2 separate regions of the Hordeum vulgare genome follow, and region 1 is linked to region 2. The links are chromatin contacts, called in public Hi-C maps. All regions are on one chromosome and are shown on one strand. Each heading gives the region's core, a stretch centred on a gene start, on an enhancer-like site or on the middle of the called end of the contact. The rest is flanking DNA. Distances are from core to core; before and after follow the strand shown.

Region 1 (6,409 bases), core at 2,382-4,881, 720 kb before region 2:
CCAGTGCAAAGCGCTTGACACACATGATGGCTTGGCTCTCACCCATAGCCAAGTGATCATCAACTAGATCAGCCGGGATACCGTATGCCAACATACGCAATGCGGCTGTCACCTTCAGAAAGGTGTTATGCCCAAGCTCTCCGGCGGCATTCCTCCTTTGCTGGAAAAACCGGTCATGGCTCGCTAGTTTCTCTGCAATGCGCTTCAACAAGTCTGTGCTCATCCTAAACCGGCGATGAAAATACGACTCCGGGTATGTGGGATTCTCCACGAAATAGTTCTTCATCAATCTGTTATGGGCATCAATCCTATCTCTCCAAATTTTCTCCCGACCCATAACCAAACCAACGTGCTTCGGTTTTTTATTGATATGCATAGCTATGATCATTGCAAGATCCTCCTCCTCTTCCATATCGAATTCTTCTTCGGAAGAATCATACGACGAACTCATCTACAATGTTCAATACTATACTATAAAAACTACCATTCAAAACATGCACCAAATCATAAGTTTGGAGCAATACATACCTTGTAGGCGTTTTGTCGAACACCTTGCGGGCGCGGCGCGGCAGCGAGCTCTCGGGCGCTGTTCCTCGGACGTCGGAGGCGCGCGAGGGCCGACCGGACTAGGAGGGGGTTGGGCGGAAGCGCGGCGGCGCGGGGAGGCCCGGAAGTGCTTGAACGGTCGCCGGGGAGTGCGGGGGGAGCCCGCAGCGGAGACAGACCGGGGAAGCGCCTGAGTGGTCGCCGGCGGGCGCGGGCGGCGACGGCGGCGCGGGGATAGGCCTGGGAAGCGCTGAACGGTCGCGGGGGCGCGAGCGGCGGCGGCGGCACGACCGGATGAGGGAGGAGCGAGCGCGGGAGAGAGCAGGAGCGCGGGAGAGAGCAGGAGCGAGCGCGGGAGAGTCGCACGCGCGGGAGCCGGCGCAGCAAATAAGGGGCGCGGGATTGTGTTTCGGCCATCGCGTTGAACTGGAAATGGCGCGCGCGCCGTTTTTGCGCGCCCGCTGGAGCTGCCCACCGCGTTGCGCGCACGCTAAAACTGCTTTTTTTGCGGCGCGACGCTTGTATAGCGCGCTTGTTGGAGATGCTCTAACTAGCGGAAGACGACTGAGTCATGAGCATGAAAAACGAATGGATGGTTGTGCTTAGAGCATCTAACACGCGCCTAAAAATGCTCCGCGCGTTAAAAAATTCATTTTTGACGTCGGACAACTTTAACAAACGCTGTAAAACAGTGCGTGTGCTAAAAACTTTTGGGGGCGCGCTGAAAAGCGCTATCGCATGCATCATATTTGATGCGCCGGCTTGCGCGCGCAGCAAATTCTATGCTGCTACCGGTGGGGTCGTTGGATTGGGTTGGATTGAACGTCCCACTAGCGCGCGTGTGTTGAAGATACTCCGGTCCCCGCGTTTTAAAAATGCTACAGTGACGCGCTAAATTTTTTATTAGACACAATATTTTTATGCTGTTGTTGAAGATAGTCTTATGTACATCTATCGGCTTAGGCCCTGTTTGGAACCATCCAGATTATATAATCCAGTTTTTATAATCTATTCTGTCTCCAAACAGGACATCTTATGGTGTAGATTATAAAAACTAGATGGATAGATTATTAAAAACTCATAATCTACTCTATACCAGCTAAAATCAGATTATGGATTGCTAATGACCCATTACCCTTGTAAAGTTGGAGACAATTACATTCCTATCACCGCCACCCTTCTCTTTTAAAAAAACAAAGTGCAAAAAGGGCATTATGCAATGTAAAATCTGGATTACAGTTTATATAATCTGACTTCCAAACATGTTCAACTAGATTATTTTTATAAACCAGATTATATAATCTATCTTCATAATCCAGATTATTATAATCTATTATGGTTCCAAACAGGGTCTTACTGAACGGATGCTTTTTCGCTGGATGCATCCGGATGACGCTTAGCAGCCTCCTATAAAATAGCTCCTTGAGGGCCTGATTGAATTATCGTGTTTCCTGTAAATACATCTGTAAAAATTACAGACCTCAGCTCATCGTTTTGATTCCGGACAGATTTTGTTTAGCAGCCGGTAAGATACAAGTGTAAAGTAAACATCCGTGTATTTAATTACAACCATTCCAAGGGTGGTCTGACTAATCATTTTTAACGTTTGCGCGTGTGATGCGAGGATGCCCGTGGATTTTTTTATTCGACGCATTTTGCCTTAAATTGGCAGAGTTGCAGAGGCGAGCAAGGCGAAGCCCTCGGCTGAGCGAGAACCCTTTTTTCGCGGCCAGAGTAGGTATTGTGATTGGTTTTCTACCGGTTCTGGAATTCTTCTGAAAGGTTTCTTAAACCGGGTTTTGTCCTGTAGTTTTTTATTGTTAGTTTTCTTTCATATTTTTCTTTTTCGTTTTCTTCTTTTCTGTTTCTTTTAATTTTTAGTTTTTCTGTTTCTTATTTCTTTTCTGTCCATTAATTTTTTTCCTTTTTACAAAATTCGCAAACAGAAAAATCACAATTTTGTTTTGCAAAATTTAAAATATGTTTGGCTTTTCAAAATATGTTTTCTTTAAAAAAAACAAATGCTATTTTTTTAAATGTCTGTGTTATAAACAATCTTCACAATTTTAAAAATATATTTGTTCTAAATATGGTCGTAATTTTTCTTTAAATCGCATTTTCATAAAATGTTCCCAGATTTGAAAAGATGTTCAGGTTTTCAGAAAATGTGGTAAATTTCATAAGATGCCCAATTTTTTAGGAAAATGTTCGAAAATTAAACAAATATGAGTGCTTTCAGAAGAATGTTCGCAGTTTTAAAGAAATGTCCGAATAATAAAAAAATGTTTGAAAAAAATGTTTATATTTTTCAGAATTTTTTGTATATTTAGGAATATGTTCTCATTTTCAGAAAAATGTCCAATTTTTTCAAAAAAATATTTAGAAAAATTGTGTTCTCATTTATGAGTTATTTTTACAATTTTGAACTGATTGTTCCAAATTCAAAAATATTATCATGAATTTAAAAAATGATCTTGGATTTCGGGAATTATCACCAAATTAAAAAATGTTCCCGAATTCCCAATTTTTTCACTTTTTACAAAAAGGTATTCAATTTCGAAAATATTCATAAATTTAAAAATGTTATAAATTTCGAAAAATTGTTCATGTATTTACAAATATTTTCAAATTTTAAGAAATGATCACTAATTTGGAAAATGTTGTGAATAGAAAAATTGTTCCATGATTTGAAAAATGATCTGGGATTTCAAAGCATATTAATGAACTTGAAAAATATATTTTGATACATCAAAAAATATTCACGAATTTGAAAATCTGGTGCATTTTTATTTTTTATGATTTTCTGAAATAAGAAAATAGTGAAAAAAAAAAAATGGTCTAGAGTGGTTCTAGAATTTTCCGAAAACCCGAATAGGGAGTGGCCCGAACATCCCTGCTTGGGTTGGCACATATCCATGCATGGCGATCGCTGATGCGACTGTTCGATCGATAAACATCGACCTACACGCTGAAGAGGAATGGCGATCCCTGCTCTTTGTCCTATTGATGACTAACTAGCACCCCTATAAAAAAGTGTAACTGGGCTGTCATTTTCGCCTTTGATGGGCCACATTTCTGAACGAATGACCAAGATGCAGGAACAACGATAATCCAACTACGATTTCTTTTCATTGGAACAACAGACTGGACTGGAATATCCTATTTAACGCATACTGTGTTAAATTGTCGACCTTTCGCAGAGGCTGCCGATCAAGCGTTAAGTTAGGCCGGCTAGTTCACCTGTTGCAGCGATTCCGATTTTAGGAACCTTCCGAAGATTTCCCGCTGGTTTTTATTGCTTTTGGGACATTCTAGACTTTCCCAGCCAGTTTTTTCCGGTTTTGGGAACTTTATAGAAGATTCTCTGAACCGCTATTTCTTTTTTTCCATTTTCGTTCTTCTTTATTCTTTTTTGTTTCCTTTTTTCTATTTCTGTTTCAAAAATGTAATGGGTTTTCAAAAAATGTTTTAGAATTTTAAAAAATATTCCGAAATTTGAAAAACAATTCCAGTATTTGAAAAATGTTCCAGAAATTGAAAAAATGTTCCGGATTTTTTTCCCGGAATTTGATAAATGTTTCGGAATTTGTAAAATGTTTCGGAATTTGAAAACATGTTCCAGAATTTTAAAAATTGTTCCATATTTTTGCAAAAATGTTTTGGAATTTGGAAACATGTTTTGGAATTTGAAAAAATGTTTTGGAATTTTTATAAATATGTTTCGTATTTTTTTAAGAAATGTTCCGAATTTGAAAAAATGTTCCCGAATTTGAAAAATATTCTGGAATTTGAAAAAATGTTCCGGAATTGGAAATAAAAATGTTCACACAGCAGTCCGTTTTTGGAAACAAAAAATGTTTTTGTCTGCATGTTTGATGCTCCTATGAAAACAGATATGCCTGCTAGCTTAGGTGGTTGTAATGCATAGTGTATTACGGTTGATCATCTGTTCGAATCCCCTAGGCCGCAAGTTTTTTGATTTTACAGTGCATGTTGTGTGTCATTCTCTATTTTCATGGACTGGCCGAGTCGAAGACGTGCTTGTGTGAAACCGCGTCAACTTGACGCAGAGTGCGTCAGATAGGAGGTCCCAACTGAACTACCCAATACATACTCCCGAACAGAAAACACAGTCTGAAAGCTAGTATTAGATGAGAGAAGTTACACGCCGGTCAACAATAGTGGCATGACCTCTAGCAGTATGAAGAAAACACTGTCTTCTCTTCTCAAATGGATGACCTAAACTGTGCCATCTTTCTTTTTAAGGAAAGACAGCAACACTATTTTCATTTCTTTAAGAAGTAAAGAATACAAAATAAATATGACAAATAGTTAGAACAAACAACCATAGATGAAAGAGGAAAAATGTGTCCAGATGACAATATGACAGCCGCTAGAAAGAAGGAAATGGATGGCCCATCCATTTCCTCGCCGACTAGACATGTTCATTGTCCCTTTTTTTTAAATCCAGAGTGAAATTTCTTGACATGCGTTATAGCATCTCGAGCTGCATCCCCAACAGGCCCCGAGGGCGCGTTTCTTACCGCCGGCGTTGAAAAATCGGCACAGGTGCGCCCTAGGACGCCGATTTTCGCCGGTTAGACCCGTTTTTAGGCCCGACGATCCCAGGTCGAACCTAGCGCGATGGGGGCGCTTGGGGGCTCCGGCGGAAGGGAAAACGACACATGGGCCGCCACTATTAGGCGAAAAACCAGGTTTCCACCTCCAGATCCGCCCCTTGCGCACTACACCTTTCGCCGCCGTGTCGACCCCAGCGTCGCCCGCCTACCTACCGCCGCTACAAAGTCCATCTCCCCATCGACAAAGGAAGGGTTTGCCGTGGCTTCGCCCCTACTTCTTGGCAAGTTTTTCCGGCGCTCCGGCCACACACGTGGTGCGCGTCTGCCACACCCGCCAGGTGTTCGGCGATTTGCCTTGGCGGTGATGGACTCCGACGACGAGGAGGCGTTCGTAGTGCTAATGGAGGAGGAAGCCGATGCCAACGCCCAGGATGAAGAGCACCTCATGGTCATCACCGCTCTGGCCGACCTGTTCGCGTGCAATGCAAAGCCGCGGCGAGGTGGCTCGACATCGGGCCGGCTGAAGGCAAAGCAGAGGCATTAACTGGAAGGCTATTGCTTTCTCTACACTGGCTACTTCGCCGATGCTCCTCTGCACGGCGACAACGAATTTCACCGCCGTTATCGGATGAGCTGGAAGCTCTTCCTTGAGATTGTGAATTCCATCACGGAGTTCGACAGCTACTTCAAGTGCAAAAAGGATTGCACCAGCACACTTGGATTCACCTCACACCAGAAGTGCACGACCGCTATGAGGATGCTTGCATACGGAGCTCCCGGTGATATTCTGGAAGATTGTGGATGCATGGCCGAGTCCACCACCATTGAGTGTTTGTACAAGGTCTGCAGGGTAGTTGTGGCAGCGTTTGGACATCAATACTTGCGATCACCCAATGGTGAAGGCTCTGCTTGAATCCTAGCACAGAATGCAGCAAGAGGATTTCCTGGGATGCTTGGAAGTATTGACTCCATGCATTGGAAATGGAAAAACTGTCCATTTGCTTCACAGGGGATGTACAAAGGCGCCAAAGGAGGTTACAGTGTGGTACTTGAGGGAGTGGCCACGCATGACCTTTGGATTTGGCACTCCTTTTTTATGCCAGGAACTCACAATGACATCAACGTACTGAAGTGCTCGAATGTCTTTGCCAAGCTTGTTGAAGGTCATGCTCCTCCGGTTAACTACGAGGTCAATAGGCACCACTACAACAAGGGATACAACCTAGCAGATGGCATATCCGAGTGTTGAAAATATGCCCTAGAGGCAATAATAAATTAGTTAT
Region 2 (5,996 bases), core at 1,526-4,025:
CTGTAACTGGAGTAACTCGTCATCTGATCATGCGCGTTTAGTGCTGGAATTTTAAAGCATATCTGCTGGGCATGCACTTGGATTCATGATTCATCAGATGAGCTTCGGCTTGCTGCTACGCTCTCTGTGATGAGAATTATGCCGTCTTTTGCCTTGTTTATAAAATAAATAAATTATGCCGAGTGTGAAGTGTGAACACGAGGGAAGAGTTGATACGAGGACAACAAGTGTAATGCATCGGGGATGCAGATCACATCTGGGAACTGTTGGCGCTGATGTAACAGCACCGCTCGTACTGAATTTTTCTGGTATAAACCATCCATGTCGGCATAAACAAATCTATCGACCCAGCGCGGTCGCCGTCATCCTAATGATGGCAAACTACTGCGACGGCAAAGAAAAATTTCTCGTCACTTGGAATTCAAGTGCGCGAGGATCACAATTAGCGGCGAGAAATGGGCGGAATGGTATGCTCCTACTGTAGTACTCGTACGTACGAATTTAACCATGACTTGACGTCGGAGCATTGCTTTTATTACCACTTCTAGAAAATAGTAGTACTACAATTCCTATCAACAGTTCACTTCATATGCTTCCTCCTTTTATACTGTACTAGTACTATGGAGTATAGTACATACTACCAGGGATATAGTAATAATTACTCGAAAAGAATGAGTAAAATTAAACGGAACATGGCATGATTAACGGCGGCACAGCTAACACTAGATCATCTGCTTCTGCTACATTTCTTTTTTATCTCTTTACCCTTGTAGTAATAATAATTAAATTAACACAGGAGAGAAGACGGCCCAGAACTGGAGCAGAAGGGGCCGGGAGGAACAGGCATCTTCCCTTGACGATCACGATCACGATCACGTGCAGGGTAAATTAGTCTTGTTTTAATCCTGCCTCCGTCCCAGGTCCTTCTTCTAATCCGTTTCTGTCCGCTGGATCTGCTGACATGCGTTCCCGGAGCCAGGCCCCGCGCGGCACCGTCGCATGCAGCTGTGGATTTCCATGCCACCGTATTGACTTTTCACACGAACTGCGGCTGCGTGTACCACAAGTCGTCCATGCTCCAGATGCTGTCGACGTCGAAGCTGCCCATGTCCAAGTCGGCGACGCCCAGCTCGGGGAACCCCAGGCTCGGCAGTGGCTCGGACGTCCACGCTCCAGCCAGCTGGGACTGCTGCTGCTGGATCAGCTGGTCCGTGTCGCACATGGCGGCGGCGGCGGCGGCGGCGCTGGAGGCGTCGCAGGCGGTGGTGAACCACTCGGCACCGTCAGCCGCTGCAGGCCAGCCGGGCTGGGCGCCGGCGCCAGAGTCCGTGGTGGACGGCGAGGAAGAGCCGGCGGTGCCGGTAGTAGTGCTGGACAGCTCCGCGACCGAGGAGGTGATGGGAGCGGCCAACTCCGCTGGCCAGCACGCGTCGACAGGGAGTTCCGGTGAGTCGTAGAGAGCGTCGTGGTGCTGCTGCCACGACAAGGGCGTGTGAGCGGCGGCGGCGTCGGAGGCGGCCTGGATGCGCTCGACGAGGCGGGGCATCCAGAGGTAGCGCATCACGTCCTTGAACTGCTGGCTGTTGACGTCGCACTTGAGCTGCTTGGCGTGCTTCTGCACGCGCGTGCGCCAGTAGTTCTTGATCTCGTTGTCGGTGCGGCCCGGGAGGTGCTGCGCGATCTTGGACCAGCGGTTGCCCCACCGCGAGTGCAGCTCGAGGATGAGCAGCTGCTCCTGCGGAGTGATGCTGCCGCGCCGGAGGTCGGGGCGGAGGTAGTTGAGCCACCTCAGCCGGCAGCTCTTGCCGGTGCGCTTCAGACCTGGCAGGAGGAAAGGAAGGCAAGATTAATCACATGGAACCAATGGATCGGAACATCACATCAGTCATCAGTGCTGTGCTACTAATAAATTCGCCAACTTGCTGCGGATGCGATGCGATGCGATGCGAGCATGTATGTGACAAGACGGATGATGTAATGGAGGAGAGATTAATTAGTAAATATCCCCATGGCTAGCTGGGAATAATGCGAACCACTAAAAATTCCTCCCTCTCTCTCTCTCACTCTCATTCACTATAGCTTCATGCTAGCTGGGTGGCTGCTAGACAAATCAGGCAGTAGGTTCGTAGCTATCTGTTTCCATATATTAGCATGGTGATGCAAAGCGACAGGTTTGTTGCTTCCCCCTCCGTCCTGAATACTACTGCTCGTAGTACGTAGTAATAATATCTAATTCTCCGAGCTCGCACGTCTCGCGCGCGGAAACAAAATGATGCAGGCAACCAATCAAAGCACTTGAAACTTGAAAGAGCAGCAGCATGCATGCGTGGATTATTGTGCTGCTATGCAATCGATTTATCCTAGTACCTGCTGATCGGGCGAGCGAGTTCCAGCGGCCCTCGCCGTGCGCGGCGATGTAGTTGACGAGCAGGATGTCCTCCTCCACCGTCCACGGCCCGCGGCGGAGGTCGCCGGCCATCACCTCCTCCTCGCTGCTCGAGTCCCTCTCGTGCGCCATATCCATGAGTTCTAATCGTCCGCCTCCCCGCCTCCTGCAGATGAAGCTAGCGACGCCAAGAAGATTTTGGTTTGGTTTGGTTTGCTTGAGAATTGAGATGGAGGCGGAGTGCTGCTGTGCGGAGAAGAGAAGACAAGAGAAGAGAAGAGTATGCGGTGCGTGTGATGGATTGGGCGGGAGAGGAATGGGCAGGCTTTATATAGACGGCCAAGGAAGGAAGGAAGCAGGAGGTGGGGGAGCTTGGGAAGAAGCATGTGGGGGAGCACGCCGCAAATACGGAGGTTAGTTTAGGCCTGCCTTATTCTATGCTTCAAAGCCAAAAGTTTAGGATACAGTCGTGCTTTATTAGGGATGAGGGCGTGGTGGGATATTTACCGGGCTAATTGCCCACGCAGCTAATCTCAATCGGCTCGCGTACACGGATTTGAAGTCCTGGGAGTTTGACTAATTGACTCGCCTACATTTGTGCTTGCTACGAGTAGTATCTCACTCGCACTCGCTGCCGCAGAGTTCCTCCCCACGATGGCCACGCGCTCCCGCTGTGGACCTCTTCCCTTCTCTTCCCTTCGCTTTTGGGTGACAGCCAGGGTGATCTCGTTTTTCAGAGACACGAGTGGACAGCTCTGCTTCCTGTGTGTAAAACTAGAAAGGGAATACTACTGCCGATTCCACCGCAGAAATTTCGCCTTTGTTTTCTCTGTTCTCCGACAAGAGGGTAAATATTGAAGGTTTGGGACCTAATTAAACTGTCTCTGTATCAATTGTGGAACAAAGGAACAAGCCCGCACGAACTCTCTCAAATTTGTACATAATAATCCCAAATTCCGGAAAACATGAAGAATTTTGACTCCAACATGGACCTCACGAATAGTACTGCCTTCATGTTTATATACAAGGCCATTTCGTTTTTCTGTCAAGCTTTGACTTGTAATTTTGGCCAACAAAATATGGATATAGTTCATAAAAAATAGATTATTGAAAAGTTCTTTCAAATGTGCATCTAATGGCATACTTTTTATGACATATGACTCACATTTTGTTAGTAAAATTAATGGTCAAAGCTAGACATAAAAACATGAAATGGCCTTGTATTAATAGATGGAGGGAGTACATCATATATTTTTTTGGGACTTTGATAACCCTCTACTAAACCAAACCATATATGTGCATGTGTGTTAAAATTGGGGGCTGAGACACTTATCTCAGAAGACAAGTGGCTAGGAGATAAATTTCTGATTGAAGTCTTTCCTATATTGTACTTTCTCTGTACCTAAATAATTATAATTACGAAAAACTAGTCTACAATTTAACTTTCACTAAGCTGGATACTGTACACTTTGTTATGAGCAATGGCTTAGATGTTCTGGAGTTTAGAAGAACATTGTATGATGAGACCGCTAAACAATGGAAGGACTTAAGAAGAATGGTCGATGAGAAAGACTTGATAGATTATTTGGATTGAGGGGACTGCCCCTTAAATGGTAGAAACAGCTTAGTTGTGAAAGAATTGTATCCTTGGTTGAAAGCAAAAGGCTGGTTGGCTAGAGATTAATTCAAAAACTCAAATTCCTAACAAAATTAAGGTTTTTCTTTGGTTAATGCAAAAGGATAGCATCCTGAACAAAGATATCCCGATGAGAAGAGGATGGGTGTAATTTCCGTGGTGCCTTGTCGTGATGTGGAAAATATGGGACTCACGTAACGCTTGGGTATTCCGGCATCTGATCCACTCGGTGAACGACATTGTAAAGAACATCATCTTCGACTTCACTCTCTGGATTTTTCGGTTTAAGGGCCTAATTAGAAGGAAGACCGCCATGTTATGTCACCTATACTTTTCCTCTAGTGTACCCATTGATGTAACTACGCTTGGTTTCACATCCCTTTGAATAATATATTCAGGTGGGGATCCCCTCCAGTTGATTGTTCAAAAACATGTGTAAGGTAAAATAAAGCATTGACCATTTGTTATTTGATTGTGCTTTGGCCAAATATAGTAAAAAGAACTAAAATTCCAAAGAAAAAAATTGAGGTAAACTTTCACAAATGCTTAGATTGCTTGCAAAAATTATCGTGAACGAAAATTTGTGGAAGTCGTGGCAAAAAACATGCTCCAAAAATGCTAATTTTGATAGCATTTTAGTTTGCTTATTTTGAATTATTTATTTTTGATCATGACTTTTACGGATGTCATTTCATGATGAAAATTTTCACGTATAAAAAACATCTGCCAAAGTTTGTCAAAAGAAACATTCAGATTGTTTTTTTGTTGTTGTTTGTTCCGAGCTCATTTGAGCTTGAGAGGAGCGAGGACGTTCTGTCTAGGAATGGTTGTGTATGTTGTGTAATTGACATAGAGATGTAGTACCATGTTCTATGAGAGGGCACTCCCTGCACCCATGGACATATGCACCCATTTTTGAACATGGTATATGTGCGGCACATACTCCCTCTGTCCCAAAATAACTGTCTCAACTTTATACTAGCTCTAGTATAAATTTGTACTAAGCTTAAGACACTTATTTTGGGACGGAGGGAGTACATGTTTACAAATGTATGTGTGCGGCATAAAATTTAGTGAAAAAATGTTTTTTTGTCTTTAAAAAAAATAGTGTTTCTAAATAGCATTTTATGACATTTTATTTTTTATGTTTTCTGCACAGGTCACAAAAAAAGTTATTGTTCGGTGAATTTTTATGCATGCACATAAAACATAGACATACATGTGCAACCTTTTTCAGATTTTTTTAGCATTTAGAAATGTGTTTTTTTTCAAAATGAATTCATATGTATTCGGGTTCATCCATGACTTTTTCCATGTTCTAATTACTAGTAATACTTAGTATTGTAGTCATCTTTTGTTTCCCGCAAAAAAAAAAGTCATATTTTGTTGTTGCGTGGGACATGAATATCAAAAACCTATACGAGATTACCTGTGGTCAATGGATTTTACTGTACCTATCAGTCGGTCGACGAAGATGATACCGGAAGTTGACTTTACACAAAACCGAGCGAGTTCAGGGGCTCGTTGTTGGGATCTTTTGGGTCATCCTATTCCTAGGCGAAAACGTTCGGTACATGTACATGTCAGAATCACCGACGCTTTGCTGAGTTCCTCGATTTGAGTACCGAAGTCCTCCGCGCGGAATCATCACCCACAAGAACCCAAACTCCCGGTCCGATCGCTCGAGAAAGATCCGCACACGATGCTCAATAAACACATGGTCGCAGGGCTCGTTGTAGTTCCAAGCTTGAGGCGCGGCGGCACAACAATCCAACAGACCTCCACAGTGTGAGTTTACACGTGCAGCCACCTATACGTACTGATGTACACTTGTGTTGCTGTATTTCAAGCGTGTAGAGCATAATAGTCTACAAACTACAGCACGTACGACCGCCCAAACCATAGAAGCATCGCCCGACGGAAACAGAGTGAAATTTGACCCTTTTTTGGCCCCCTTGGATTTGAGCTCTCCGA

What was found. A called contact is a pair of places that touch in the nucleus more often than the background predicts.
Region 1: a contact with region 2 is called in a Hi-C map of leaf, with 2.7 times the contacts expected there. The contact joins the enhancer-like site here to the promoter of LOC123448790 in region 2. A contact is called at or near these places in 2 of 6 Hi-C or Micro-C datasets (leaf and seedling).

The regions. Positions count from the first base shown.
Region 1 is chr4H:418,379,038-418,385,446 of MorexV3_pseudomolecules_assembly, reverse strand. No RefSeq gene overlaps it. Among protein-coding and RNA genes, the nearest start is that of LOC123448791, 400 kb to the right of the region's middle. Within about 2 kb of position 3,631, at least 1 of the 3 cell types and tissues checked has open chromatin away from gene starts, as enhancers often do. A contact at or near this core is called in leaf, where this site is marked.
Region 2 is chr4H:417,663,444-417,669,439 of MorexV3_pseudomolecules_assembly, reverse strand. It overlaps LOC123448790 (transcription factor MYB2-like), which reads right to left and starts at 2,775. Exons shown (of 2, transcript XM_045125798.1): 1 at 2,368-2,775; 2 at 501-1,821. The coding sequence starts at 2,524. The coding sequence ends at 1,037.